Regions from separate parts of the Mus musculus genome. Here regions 2, 3 and 4 are each linked to region 1. Evidence: chromatin contacts called from public promoter capture Hi-C data. All regions are on one chromosome and are shown on one strand. The core of a region is the stretch at or near the end of the contact, and the rest is flanking DNA. Distances in the headings are between cores, read along the strand shown. Region 1 holds the start of Ndufb4 (NADH:ubiquinone oxidoreductase subunit B4). Region 2 holds the start of Ccdc14 (coiled-coil domain containing 14). Region 3 holds the start of Hacd2 (3-hydroxyacyl-CoA dehydratase 2). Region 4 holds the start of Sec22a (SEC22 homolog A, vesicle trafficking protein).

Evidence for each region. Promoter capture Hi-C pulls out the DNA fragments that hold promoters and counts their contacts.
Region 2: a contact with region 1 is called in a promoter capture Hi-C map of pre-B cells, with 7 times the contacts expected there. The contact joins the promoter of Ccdc14 here to the promoter of Ndufb4 in region 1. A contact is called at or near these places in 1 of 39 promoter capture datasets (pre-B cells), 1 of 484 Hi-C or Micro-C datasets (CD4 T cells) and 1 of 9 other capture datasets (liver).
Region 3: a promoter capture Hi-C map of pre-B cells shows a contact between it and region 1, with 6 times the contacts expected there. The contact joins the promoter of Hacd2 here to the promoter of Ndufb4 in region 1. A contact is called at or near these places in 1 of 39 promoter capture datasets (pre-B cells) and 3 of 484 Hi-C or Micro-C datasets (CD4 T cells, CD8 T cells and regulatory T cells).
Region 4: a promoter capture Hi-C map of pre-B cells shows a contact between it and region 1, with 4 times the contacts expected there. The contact joins the promoter of Sec22a here to the promoter of Ndufb4 in region 1. A contact is called at or near these places in 1 of 39 promoter capture datasets (pre-B cells) and 2 of 484 Hi-C or Micro-C datasets (CD4 T cells and regulatory T cells).

Annotation. Positions count from the first base shown.
Region 1 is chr16:37,652,490-37,655,980 of GRCm38.p6, forward strand. Ndufb4 (NADH:ubiquinone oxidoreductase subunit B4) reads right to left here and starts at 1,879. Exons shown (of 3, transcript NM_026610.1): 1 at 1,691-1,879. The coding sequence starts at 1,870.
Region 2 is chr16:34,688,891-34,692,381 of GRCm38.p6, forward strand. It overlaps Ccdc14 (coiled-coil domain containing 14), which reads left to right and starts at 1,726. Exons shown (of 13, transcript NM_172824.3): 1 at 1,726-1,941. The coding sequence starts at 1,768. Gm35150 (a long non-coding RNA gene) reads right to left here and starts at 1,816. Exons shown (of 4, transcript XR_876043.1): 1 at 1,748-1,816.
Region 3 is chr16:35,020,557-35,024,047 of GRCm38.p6, forward strand. It overlaps Hacd2 (3-hydroxyacyl-CoA dehydratase 2), which reads left to right and starts at 1,865. Exons shown (of 7, transcript NM_023587.2): 1 at 1,865-2,079. The coding sequence starts at 1,925. LOC105246106 (a long non-coding RNA gene) reads right to left here and starts at 1,789. Exons shown (of 5, transcript XR_876048.3): 1 at 1,515-1,789; 2 at 1,286-1,382.
Region 4 is chr16:35,362,397-35,365,887 of GRCm38.p6, forward strand. Sec22a (SEC22 homolog A, vesicle trafficking protein) reads right to left here and starts at 1,522. Exons shown (of 7, transcript NM_133704.4): 1 at 1,428-1,522.

The sequences.
Region 1 (3,491 bases), core at 629-3,128:
ACCACCGGCTCAAACACCAAATGATTCAGATTTCTAACGCACTTAGTATTTGTCATCCCCATTCCAAACACAGGTAGCTCTACAAGGCCAGGGACTTCCAGCTGGCTTTGTACTCTCAACTCAGCATCTTCGTCTCATAATAGGTCCTGAGCAGTTATTTTTGACCTAATTAGTTACCCCTAAAGACTAGACAAAGGGTGCACAAGTTTTGGCTGGTAAACGATTAATGGGGCAGCTAAGGAGGCAGGTGTCTCTATTTCTATTAGAGATGCGAAATGGAAACTTCCCTGGGTTACAGAGATCAAAAAACAGACGACTGGGGGTTCAAACTTCACATCTGACTGAGGCCTTACTCTAGTTACTTTTAAAAAGTTAAACAAACAAACAGGCCCCGTGTTGTGGTTCATGCCTTTAATGTGAGCACTCACAAAGCGGAGGCAGGTTGATCTCTGTGAGTTCAAGGCCAGCCTGTTCTACATACTGATTTCCAGGACAGCCAGGGCTGCTGTATATTCAGACCCTGTCTGAAAAAAAAAAAAAAATAGTAACAATCCCATGCTATCTAGCTTATAGTATAGAACAGGTGTATCTCTTTCACCATGTAAACAAAGGTCTGCTTGAGGATACTCTATCTGTGCAGAAGGTAATATAAGTCACACAGACTAGGGTGTGTGACCTGTTTCTGGGTGTCACTGTCCATACAGTCTCATCTAGAAAGCCAAGAGACTAACACAGTAACCTCTGTGAATGACTGCGACATTTAATTTTTTTAAATGTCTTTCAGACCAGGCATGGGTTTCAAGTGGCAGTAACCCCAGTATGTGAGGCTGTGGCTGGAGGACCTGGCATTCTGAGCCACCTGGAGACTAGCATTGAACCTGACCACTTTGTGTAACTTTCCCTTGGTTGTTCTAACTTTCAAAAATGATAGAGAATATGTATGCAATTGTTGGAAAATCTTTATTTAAAAAAAAATCCCATTTGAGATATTTAGACAGCTTTTACAGAAGAAACTGTCTAAAAGCACACTTGCCAAAATATTTTTTTAGTGATGTATGTTACATACATAGTAATGCTACGTACTTTCTTGTTTGATTTCACAAATCTGACGGATGCACACCATTTTCCACGAGAACACAAAAAAGCTATGGTTTGAGAGGGATTACGTAAATTGCCCAGGGATCATAGTTGGTTATTATATGGGGCCATGAGGTCTGCTTCCAAAGCCGAATGCATCAAAGCCTCAGCTTCTATAACACACTTCATTTGAACAACCCCTATTCTCAAGAGAAAGAAAGAAGTGTCCTTGAGAGTTAGGAGCTGAATGGCACAAAACAGCTTTTTATGCAGTACACTTGGGAGAACCGGGCTTGAGCACGCCCTTTTCGAGGAAGATACTGTGCTAGATTAGTCAGTCATGTGTTAATCTGCCTCAAAAGATATGAAGGACCATATTATGGCCATGTTTCAGACAAGAAAGCCGAGACTATGCAGAGTGGAACAAGTTTCTCTAAACCAAGGGGGAAGCCGTCCGATCCCTTTGACCACTGAGCCGAAGGCCGAAGTTGAAGGGCCAAGGGCTGTGCGGCTCGGGGCCGGTGTCCAGCACACGGAGGGAGCTGGGCGGCCCCGCGTGTGCCCACGCGAGATGCGGCTGCCCCGGCCCACAGTCCCGCCCGGCCCCACTCACGATGTGCGACACGCGTTTGGGGTCGTTGTACTGAAGCAGATACTCCCGTTTAAGCCGGGCCCTTATGCTCAAGCGCTCGACCTGCGCCCTTCTGGTCTCCGGAGACACGTCATACTCGGCAGGGTCGAGGGTACTGGGGAGAGTGGCCAGGGGCGCAGGCTTATACTTGGAACCCGACATCTTGACTCCCGGCGCACATCTGCGCCTGCGCGGATATGAGGGCTGCCCTCTCGAGTCTGACCTTCAGGCTCAGGAAGTGCGCCTGCGCGCGCACAAGGCGCTCTGGCAGGAAGGGGCGGGAGAGGGGTGGGGTTCGAGGCTGGGTGGAGCCTTTGCCAATCCTCCTTCACGCCCTCGTCCCGCGTATTCTGCGCGTGCGCACTGCTTCTCGTTTTGCCTCCTCTTGTCTGGTGGTAAACTCCTTTTCTCTCTGTGCTACTACTTGTTTGCAGAACTGATTTCCTGAAGTTGAGTAGACTAGAGGAGACTGGGAAACTGGGTTGTCTGTGACTCCTGAAGTCCTACAGTCCAGGGTGGGTTCTTCCAACCTGGGTGACCTTGTCATTAGTCAAGGTCATTAGTGTCTCCCAAATTTCCTTTTTCTTACCCTGGAGAAATGACCTTGACTCTGCACTCCTAGCAAGGTTGTTGGAATTAAATGAGACATTGAAAACAATGAAATTGCTTTTCAAACATTTCCCTAGCTACGCCCCACCCCAAACAAAAAAGAGAATAAGCTTTCTAAAGGTTACCACTTTAGGACCAATCCACTGTTAACCCCAAAGATGGGAGGAGAAAGACCACCGACTCAGATCATCTCGTCCAGATTAATTAAAGTCAGGTTTTTATTCCTGTACACGAGCTGCCTCCCCCTGCCTCCTCCTAAGGCAAGGTTCATTGGATGTGAGGAAGGCTTTTATAGCTCAGAGGTAGAGGAGTTCTAAATGGGGGATTTGTGGCAAAATAGGAGTTACAGGAGCAGAATATAGGCATAATAAGTTAGTCTCCTGAAACAAAGACACAAAGGCAGTCATAACAGCAGGTAGTCATACAAGGTACCCATACAAACCTTTTGCAAGATAAACATTAACTTTTTGAAACAAAAATGTGAGTGCTATTCCTGGAACAGGCAGTACAGAACCATTTGTAGTTAAGGTTACAGGTGGGGCATAGCCCAATCTTTGATTAATTAACAGCTTTAATTCATCAAGTTAATTTGTTTAACTTAGTTTGTCTTTACTATCAGATGGCTTTTAAACCTAAGATGGAGGCAGACTGGTTCTTCACCACCTAAGTATAAGCTTATCTTTTGAAGACATAAAATACTGTTTAAAAGGAGAGTGGGGTTACAGAGCAAGTTTTACCTGGCTGTAGTAGATCAGAAAATAATAAAGAATGAAACTCCTGAGTAAATACCTTAGTGAAAATGCAAACAAAACAAAACAAAAACACCTCTCTTAAATCCTCAGCACTCCTCAGGTGCTGAAAGTAAAAGACATCCTTTCAGATAGGAAAGTAACAAGCAGAATAACAGTGCATTCCCGCAAACCCTTGGGAGGCTGAGGCAGGAGCTCTGAGCTCAAGGCCGGCCTGGGGTACACCACAAACCTCTGTTTCAAGAGAATAAGAACAGGAAAGATGATTTGGAGAGTAAATGAAGGTAACATGCAGCTCTCAGCATCTCTGCACCTCCCGCTCCCATCCCCCCTCCAATGCTCCACCCCCTGTCACCACCCCTCCTTACTCCCTCCCACTCACACTCCTCACTCCCCCACCCCCACCCCCACACACTATCACTAAG
Region 2 (3,491 bases), core at 476-2,975, 3.0 Mb before region 1:
TCTGCATCAGCTCCTGCTTCCTGACCTGCTTGAGTTCCAGTCCTGACTTCCTTGGTGATGAACAGCAGTATGGAAGTGTAAGCTGAATAAACTCTTTCCTCCCCAACTACTTCTTGGTCATGATGTTTGTGCAGGAATAGAAACCCTGACTAAGACAGAGCTACTAAAAATAAATTGCAAAACCTTCACCTCATCATTTTAAGTAAGATTTAAGATTTGTTTTAGGTGGCATTCATAAGTATCCTGGGGAACATGCTGCCTTGTGGCCAACACAACTAATACTAAAATCCCTCCACTTGGAGTGTTTACTATACAGATGGGAAGATTTTACTTGTGGAATATGTATATGTGTATATATATGCATATAATTTTATTTATATAATGTATATATTTTTATTTTATTTATTTTTAAATTCTTACATGTATAGATGTTTTCCTTGTGTGTATGTCTGTGTACTACATGCTGGGGACCAGAGGCCAGAAAAGCGCACTGGATTCCCTGGAACTGAAGTTGTAGACAGCTGTGAGCTGATGCTAGGAATTGAACTCAGATCCTCTGCAGTTGTATCTAGTGCTCTTAACTTATGTGCTACCTATTCAGCTACATTTTAACTAATTTTTTTAAAAAGAATTATTTATTTATTTTATATATGTGAGTACACTGTAGCTGTTCAGACACACCAGAAGAGGGCATCAGATCCTATTACAGATGGTTGTGAGCCATCATGTGATTGCAGGGAATTGAACTCAGAATGTCTGGAAGAGCAGTCAGTGCTCTTAACCACTAAGCCATCTCTCCAGCCCCATTTAAATTCATTTTTTAAAAAAGGTTTATTTAAGTAGGGTGTGATAGCATACACCTTTAGCACCAGCATTAGGTAGGCAAAAACAGGAGGGTCTTTGTGAATTTCAGACCAGTATGGTCTACATTGTAAGTTTCAGGCCAAGCAAAATTATGCGCGCGCGCGTGTGTATACATATATATCCTTCTTTAAAATGTCGTATGCATATGTGAGTACCACTTGTACAACTGGTGCCTGAGGAGGCAGAAGAGAGTACTAGATCTTCTGAAATTGGAGTCACATGGTTGTGACCCACTACCTGTGGGTATCCAACCTGAGTTCTTTGCAAGGGCAAGAGTTGCTCTTATCCACTAAGTCTCTACAGGTCCCAGGGTTTTAAAATCAACACAACCCTTTTTTTTTTTTTTTTTTTTTTTAACAAAGGTAGCCATCTTACCATAGAAAGAAGAGTCAACCGGGTTAATTTCTCTCCAACTTGATTTAAAACAATCCCAAATATAGTGTCTCAAACACCATTCTCTATTTAGTGCAGCTATCAGTGGTAAAAAATACTGCCATCCTTTATCAACAGCAATTATCTCGATAGAAAAAGTAGACAGCCAAACCATTGAACACTGTTCAGGTTAGATTTCTATTGACTCTCAAGAACAAATACACTTAAAACAGTACACAAAGCTTCTGAAATCCAGCGGTAGTCCTTTACCCAATGGGCTAGCAGGCCCTGGTTCCCACTTCAACCAGTTTGAAGAATGCTGCAAAGCCAACGAGTTCCTCGCCCCGCCCCTCCCGCAAGGCCCCGCCCACATCAGGCCCCGCCCCCGCGTCCGCCCCGCCCCCCGGGCCGTCTGTTGGCCTCTCCCACTCTCCGCCTGGGCGTGGCAAGCTGGAGCACGCGGAGTCTGTTGCGCACGCCCAGGGCTCCAGGTTCCGACCCGAAGGAAAACCTTTTAGCGCCAAGGAGGCTATGAGTCCCGGCGGTCCGCGGCCTTCTTCCCGGAAGCGGAAGCTCAGGGGGCGGGACAAGGGAGGTCCGGACATCTCGGCGGTTAATTCTTTTTTTCTCAAGTATTCGTTTCCCTACGCCTGGGCTCTTCTGAGGCTGAGAGAAATGGTCAGGTCCGGATCTCGACCGGGCCAGGTGAGGGCTGCGGACCTGATGAGTCCACTGTGGGGTGGCGAGAGGCGAGGGGGATTTAGGAAGGTGCTAGAAAAAAAATAGTAACTGCGGCGCGCCCGAAGTGGTGAGGACGTCCCTAGATGAATGCTTTATTCAGGGCGGCCGTGCCAGTCTTCCAGAGCGCAGTTTGGTGTCAGACCCCGGGTTCGAAGCCCAGCCTTTATCACCAGTGCAGTGACCTCCTTCCCGCTCTGTGCTTTGCAGTTGTTTCCAATATTACGTAGTTATCCAGCAATTGTGCCTCTACAAAGCCAGTAATTTGCCCGACTTGGTCATTTGTCCGACTGCCTAATAACATCTCTATCAGAGAAGTTCTTAGGATCTTAGCTTGAGTTAATCCTCTCCCCGGATTCAGCTTCTCGGTGCTTCTCTTAACTGATCTTCTGTCTCTGTTGTTGGAGTCTCCCAGTAAGTGGCTGTACCCGCCCTCCGTTCTCAAACGCGTGACTCTTGATGTTCTCTAGTAACTGCTCCAAGTACGACAGGGAAACCCATTTTCAAGATACACATTTGGCTTGGAACAGAGCCATTTTGGATCCTTTGCAGTTCCCGCCCCATCCAATCAGGTCCAATAGAGCTAAACTAGTTTTAGCCCTGCTGTGCCCTGGGCGTTCTGACCTTTCGTGCTCCCACGTCTTTTCAAATTATGGTGGGCCTGTTAATTCTATTTTCCTTCTAGCCCTCATGTCAAGAACCGTCTCTAGAATATTTTTCCAACACCATCACATCTCCGCTAGTTGGGCGTGCTTCAGGCCACCTTCCGCATCTTGCAATCTTCCACAAATCACTTCATGTTGGACCTGGTGCTAGTCTACTACTAGAATATTTCATCTCTGTCTTGGAGATTTAGAAAGCACTTGGCATATAGTAGACTTGGGGTTTTACTTTGTTTCCCACCATTTAACAACATACCTATAATGTTGTCTTTCTTGCTAATGTATATTTTGCACTCCCCCCTCCCCCCCAAAAAAAAAACCCTGTCTTGAGACTTCCTTTTTTGAATGGTTGCATGTTGTCAATATGTCTAGGGAAATATGCTGTAGTCATCAAAGAAATGGAAGTTAAAATATTTTCTATCACAAAATAAGTATTGGTGATGGTGTTGAGAAATTGGTACTCTTGTATAGTCCTGGTGAGAATATAACTAGTATAGCTTCCTCAGAAAATAAGCCGAGCACGACAGTGCACAAGTGTAGCCCTAGTATTTGGGAACCCGAGGCAGGAGGATCATGAGCTCAAGGCCAACTTGAATAACAGTGAGATCCAGTCTCAAAAAAACCCAAACCACTTAAAGTAGAGCTAAGGTGACCCAGCCAGCTTCATTACTGGTACTTATTCAAAAGAGCTGAAATCAAGATTTTAAAGAGCTGTTTGCGATTCCTTGCATTGTTGCATTCGTCGCAACAGCTAAGACATAGAAACAACCTAAATATCTCTGAGTGAGTGGGTAAAGAAATTACGGTCACATACATCTAATGGAATATTACTCAGCCTTAAGGGAGGTCTGCCGT
Region 3 (3,491 bases), core at 615-3,114, 2.6 Mb before region 1:
GGATTTTAGTTTTTGGGGTTTTTTTTTTGGCTTGGTTTTTATTTTATTTAAGATTTATTTATTGTAGGAGTGTTTCACCTGCATGTATGTATATGTACCATGTGTGTGCTTGGTGATTTTTGAGGTCAGATGATGGAGTAAGGGATGTTGAAAACTAAACCTGTACCTTCCTCCTTCACATGTTCTTTTAAAAGTCAGGGGAAAAGGCAGCAGGATGTCTTTACAGTCTTTGAGAGCAGGTAAGGATGAGAATTCAGCAATTTCTCTGCTCCTACCTCTCAGTTTCTGGGGGTGCATCATGACTTTCAATCCTAGCATCCTGAAGCTCTCAAATCTCTAGCCTGCAGGTCTTCCTGAACCTCAGAGTCTAAATCTAATTGTCTCTTCCACATTTCCACTTACATTTCTAAAAAGGATTTCAAGCTAAACATAAAAGTCCTGACTTCTGCCTTCAAACTTACTTCTTCTTCTTCTTTTTTTTATTTTTTGGTTTTTGGTTTGGGGAGACAGGGTTTCTCTGTGTAGCCCTGGCTGTCCTGGAACTCACTCTGTAGACCAGGCTGGCCTCGAACTCAGAAATCCGCCTGCCTCTGCCTCCCAAGTGCTGGGATTAAAGGCCTGAGCCACCACCGTCCAGCTCAAACTTACTTCTTTTTACAGCTTGTTCTCCCAAGCAATCTGAATGCTCCTTTTACCTTCCTTTAAAACCAAATGTTCTACCCAACACATTTCACTAACTCTAAAATATTCTGAGAATTCAATGTTCCTCACTTCAACTATTATCACACTGGCTTAAATCACTATCATTGTGACCTGGATCATTGTAATAATTTTCTGATACCACTTTTCACCAGCTAATTCATATCGATTCATTCCTGGATCCTTCTGTGTAATCTCTTGAAGACTGACGACGTTTGTTTCTTTCATTTATTTTGAAATATGTATATTTTCCAATACAACCTTGTATATGCTCCACAAGTACTTCTTGGAATCAATACATATTTTATTACATTACATAAATGCCAGTATATTTATGAACACTGATAGTAAGGTACTTTTTATGAAGAAAGTACTAAAAAAAGAAATGAGTGGGGTCAGCAGATTAAAGGAGCTTTCAGAAGTTATTTCTGATCTAACTCAGTAGAAGTATTTCCCTCCCACCTAGCCCATAACCTGTAGGTATAAACAACTCTTTACTGCCTTACAAGGTCCACCACTAACCACTGATTGACCTTAATCCTCTTTAATAAAAAGCAGGCCTACAAATGGAGAAAAACTGGCTAACCTTTAGAGACTGTTGGGAGTGTCCAAGAGAGCAGGTTTAAAAAAAAAAAAATCCAAAGACAGGGAAGAAATTGTTGAAGGCTATTTCCCCGAGTTGGCTACAATTAGAAGAGAAAGATAATATGTTACAAAAATGCTGGTTCCTTCTGCTCTCTGAACAGGACACACAGCTTAACTGACGTCAATCACCCTCTAGCTACTTGGGCAACTGTGTACAGGGGTAAAGATACCTGGTACCTGGTAGAGGCTAAAGTTACCGAGGACCAGGACATATCATTTGGATCCAGCAGGAAGAGATGGTCATAAGATAGCAAATGACCAGAGACAAATTATCCGTAAGAACAGGCCTGACAAGTGAGGCCCAGGTTCACATTAACCTGATCAAACCTGGCGCTGGATGCCCACACGGATTGTGCGCCGGAAGTTGGGAGGAAATTACCCCTATCCAAGATGGCGGCTACGGAGACGAGCGCCTGGAGCGTCTTTGCCCTCATCCAAGATGGCGGCCCCCGTGGGCGCTGTCCCGGCTCCGCCCCGTGCCGCGGCCCCGCCTCTCCCTCGTCCCTTCCTCCGCCCCCTCGTAGAGCCCAGTTGGGTCTGAGGTGCAGGCGCGAGGGGAGCGGGGTTGCGGGCGCTTGACATGGCGGCAGCGGCGGCGACTGCAGCGACCAAGGGGAATGGGGGCGGCAGTGGCCGAGTCGGGGCTGGCGACAGCAGCGGCGCGCGGAAGAAGAAGGGCCCCGGGCCTGTGGCCACGGCGTACCTGGTCATCTACAATGTGGTGATGACGGCGGGGTGAGGCTGGAGCTCCCTCCCCGGGGAGGCGGGGAGCGAGCTCTGTGACCGGCGGGGTCGGACCCGCAGCCCGGGGCGGCCGCGGGGCGAGCATGGGGCAGGCTGGCCGCAGAGCTGCCTGGTCAGGGCCGCGGCGGGGCGAGCGGGCGGGCGGGCGAGCGGGCGGGCCACAGGTGCGGCGCGGCGCGGCGCGGAGGCCAGCCCCGGGCGGCCGGTCAGCACTTCCCCAGCCCGGCGAGGAAGCCCGCCTGGCTGCGGAGATCATTCATTTAGGCGGCCGCTTTCAAAACCCAGGCGGGAGCGTTCGTCTGGGAGGCGGTAGGAACGTGGTCGAAGTTTTCCGCCAGCCGCCCGAGCCGGAGCGGTCCGAGACCGGGGCGGAGACTTTGGAGGGGGATTACTTAGATTTTCTTGGGGCAAGTTGAGATAGGGAGAGAATCGACTCTGGGGATGGTGTCTACCCCATTTCAAGTCTGTCTCTTCATAGCAGGGCTTTTAGTTCCAGTTCTCACACAACTCGCCCTGGGACTTTGAAGAAACCTGCTTCTTTCTCTGGGTCTCTAGTGGGTTTGGTTTTTTTTTTTTTTTGTTTGTTTTTGTTTTTTTGTTTCCCCCCCAGTTAGGTAGAGTTGGGCTAGGTGAATCCAGTTTCGCAATCCGGTGGTTTTGGTGAGCTGGATCACCATATAAATTTAAATTGTCAGGAAATTCCTAAGTCGTAAAACTTCTTAGGTGCAATTTCTCCTGCCTTCTGTTCTCCCTTCCCTTTTCTCTTTCTTTTCCCGTTTTTTTTTTTTTTTTTTTTTTTTTTCTTTTTTCTTTTTGACCAGAACTCATTATGTAGTCCTGGCTCGCCTGGAACTTGTGATTCTCCTGCCTCAATCTTGTGACTGTTGGAATCAGGGGCCTGTGCCACACCACTCTTGACTCCCTAGCAAGCATTCATCCGTTTGTTTACTGGTGCTGGCGATTGAACTTAGGGCCTCACACTTGCTTGTACTCTACTACTGTGCTAGCACTATGGCTTTTTTTTTTTTTTTGTAAGACTTTCAAGTATACAGAAAAAATTTAAAACTGTATTTTGAAAATCCATTCTTAATTATCTTTTACAGTAGGAAATACGTTGGCAGGGATCAAAACTTAAAATATACACAAAATGCATATATACGGTGAAACCCTGTTTCAAATCACTTTACTTGAATCAGCTAATTTTGTATGTTCCTCAGATGCTGGTATTAGCACAGGCCAATAATACACACTTGCACAAACGTTGTAAGCCTAAAGAAATTATGTTGCTTTTTAATGAAGAAATAGGCTTGGAGGGTGGTAGGCTGATTGTTAGTATTGCAGATAGGAGGTGTTGAAACAACATGCCCTCAGGCTGGGCATGGTGGATCTCTGAGTTAAAGAAC
Region 4 (3,491 bases), core at 272-2,771, 2.3 Mb before region 1:
GGTTATCCTTTGACCTGCATACCTATGCTGTGGCACACATATGCTTCACCCCTACTGGTCAGTGTTCATAGTGCTACAAGTTGCTATGCAAGTGACTGGAGAAAGGCAGCCATCCATTTCACCCAACTACGAACCCTGCAAGCTCTAATAATGACCTGCCTACAGTGCCCAGAGGTACAATATGACAGAATATTATAGGAGTTACCTATCTTTTTTTTTTAATTGAATTTAAGATCCACTTCATACACCTCATTTGAACCTTCCGGGAACCGGTAAGGTTGGGTATTTGTTTCACTTTGCTTTGGAAGAAACACAGGTTCCAAAAGCTTAAGTCATTTGTTCAACCCCTAGTAAGTAATAAGTTGTTACTAACTCTAATAACTCTATAAGACACTGCCTCTAAACATACCCAGGCTTCGTTACTACATGGAGAGGAAGGTGGCAAGTATCTCTTTGCTAGTGTCTTTTCATACACCAAACTAAAATATACTTAAACTTTACCCAGTCTCTAAAAATCAAGTACTAAACTGATGTGATCTTCTTAAGTGGAAACGGCCGATCCTTTAGTAACTTTTGGTTACGGGTGTCAGGTTCAGCTCTCAAGTCTTCCTTTACACACTAGAAGTTCTAAGTATTGTTTAAGAAACCGACTTCTCACGGTACTGGCAAACGAGTGGGTACCAGTAACATGGAATGTGATTCCGTTTTTTAAAAAAATGGTGGTTGTACTAATCCGCTGGGATTCTATCACGTGTAGCCTGGCGGGACACCCAGGCTCTGCCCAGGGTTAAGCACAGGAGGGGCGGGTTCTGAAGAGTTCCACCTGCCCCCAGGTGATGGTGATCCCGGAAGCTAAGCAGCAGGAGACTCCCCACTTGTGGAGCCAATTTCTCAGGTCTCTTTTCTGCCACAGAGAGTCGCAAAGCACCTTTAAAACAGGGCCTCACGGGATTTCCCAGAGCCAACGAGTAAGATGTCCAACTGCAACGCCCATTCAGACTTCACAAATCACAGGGTACAAGCTACCCCGCCCAAAAGAAAGTAGGAATGCCACCTCAAGCTCTCTCGGGCCACCTACCAGCCCGAGTGAGTCGGTGTGCTGCTGACATCGGGAGCCAGGGAGTCAACACTACGGCTCGCTGGCAGCCCGGGACGGCCGTCCCTCCCCGTCAGCAGCCCCTACTCCAGCCGCCCATCCTAGGACAGGCCTGCTAAACAGCAACCGCCGCCCGCGAGGCTCGCAGCCCTAGGTCGCAGGGACTCGGACCCTGCACGCCCGTCCTCCTAAGCTCTGAGGCCACCGCCACCAAGCTCCGGCTCGGACAACTACCGGTCAAGCCGAGGTGGAACTCCGAGAGAGCGGCGCGAGCAGCCGGCCAGAGCTCCGGGAGACCCAGAGGAAGCTGAAAAGAGGGGCCGGGCCATACCTGTCGCTCCGGGACCCGCGGCTCGGAGTGACGTGCCACGCAGTGCATTGTGGGGCCGGGAGTGGCCTTCCAGCGGGGATGCCCGCGTCCAACGTGGCTGGCGCCGGCGGAGCTCGCACGGGCCTATCGGACGCCGTGGGAAGCATCCAAAGACCCGCCCCTTTCCGAGGCCCGCCCTATCCCCGCCTCCTCCGGCGGAGATTGGCAGGTTTTCCTGCACCTGCGCCAGGAGATTGCCTTCTCTTCTAAGAAGAGAATTATGCTGTCCTTCGGAAATAAGGCTAATCTCCTTCACCTGCTGCTTTGTGTCGGGAAGCAGTTTGTCTCTCGTGCGCCACTCGGGACAGAGGAAAAGCTCTCTCTGGTGAACAGGGAAAGGATCTTCTTCCATCAGGCACTACACAAAGAAACTTAGCAAAACAGAGAGAAAAGCCTCAGTAGCTCCTCCCAGCCTTCACGAGGTTAAGTATTATTAAACAAGGATATGCTGAATGTCAATTAAATGGTCGGCAGCATCTTAAGCATGTTTTACAGGAATGTCCACAGCACTCCTTTTAAGGTGTAATAGGAATAAAAGGCATTAAGGTAAATTGTTACAGAAATGTACATTTGACTGGTACTGTGAAGAAAAACTAATAGGTACATTGATGAATGAGTTGTGGACTGTCGGGGAAGAGCTCCATGATTACGTACCTTTTAAGGTCAAGGTATATTAAGGGACCCTTAAAAATGTTCTAGACCCTGGAAACATGATTTGTGAGCATTTAACTGTACTAGGAAGTCGTGATGGTTGGTTTCTGTCAACTCGACAGAAACCTTCACATAGCTAGAAGAAGGAATCTTGATAAACCCTCTGTAAAATTAGCCTAGTGGGCAAGTGTGTAGGATATTGCCTTGATTGACGATGATACAGGAGAGCCCCGCCCAATGTGGGCGGTCTTCACCCCAGTGCAGGTAGTTCTATGTTGTACCAGAAAGTAGGCTGAGCAAGCAATGGGGAGCAAGCTAGTAAGCAGCACTCCTCCATGACTTCTGCCTCACTTCCTGTCCAGATCCCTGCCTTGAGCTCCTGCCCTCACTTCTTTTCGTAGATGAAATAAATCCTTTCCACACCCAGTTGCCTTTGGTCACTATGGTTAATTTCATCAATAAAAAGCCTAAAGCAGAAAGTATGTAGGGGCAAGAAGTTTAGGCTGAGATGAGGCAAGGTCTAACTCTCTTTGGCTACTTTATACAGTTCAGACTTCAGCAACACACCCTAAGATCAATTCACAGAGCTAATAAAGATTCTTAAGTAGGATCTGATTTACATATTTTAAAGCTCATTTTGCTGTTTATGGAGATGGATGGATAGGGAGCAAGAAGGGTTACTGATGGGCCAGTTTGGAGGCAGTTGTATTGGTCAAGGCCACAAATGATGGTGGCTTAAACAAAGATAATGGCAGTAGAGGCAGAAAGAGATGGACAATTTCAAGATATTAATAAATCATAGGTGGAGTTCATGGGTCTTAATGGACTGATTTTCTGGAGCAGGTCAAAATAAAGGAGACTATTAAACATGGTGCCTTAGGTAACTAGATGGGTTAAGAAGCCATTAGGATTCTCAAAGTGTAGCAAACATGTGGGCTATGTTAAATTTGAAGACCTATAAATGGGAATGTCAAGAGGCAGTTGGGGATAAGTATGCCTAGGGCTCAGAGGGGAGATCTGAACTAATTATGTATTTGGTAATTCTTAGTATGACTTAACAGGGCATTCCACTCTGAGATAAAGTTCCAGCAGAAATGTATTCATGTGTATTAAAATGTCTATAGAATGAGTAGGTGGTGGACTAGTCACACAGTCTAAGGAAAAAGAACGACAATCAACAACTGTATACAAATCACCACAAGACTAAAATAAGCCAGACACAAAAACACATGTTACATGACTCCACTAACGTGCTATTCAAAAACCACCACATTGGCATTGAAGGCAGGAAGTTGCTTCCTAGCATGACCAAAAGGAAAGAAAACCAAGTCTGAGGAACAAGCACTTGCAGGCATTTTCCAACCTGGCAGTCAC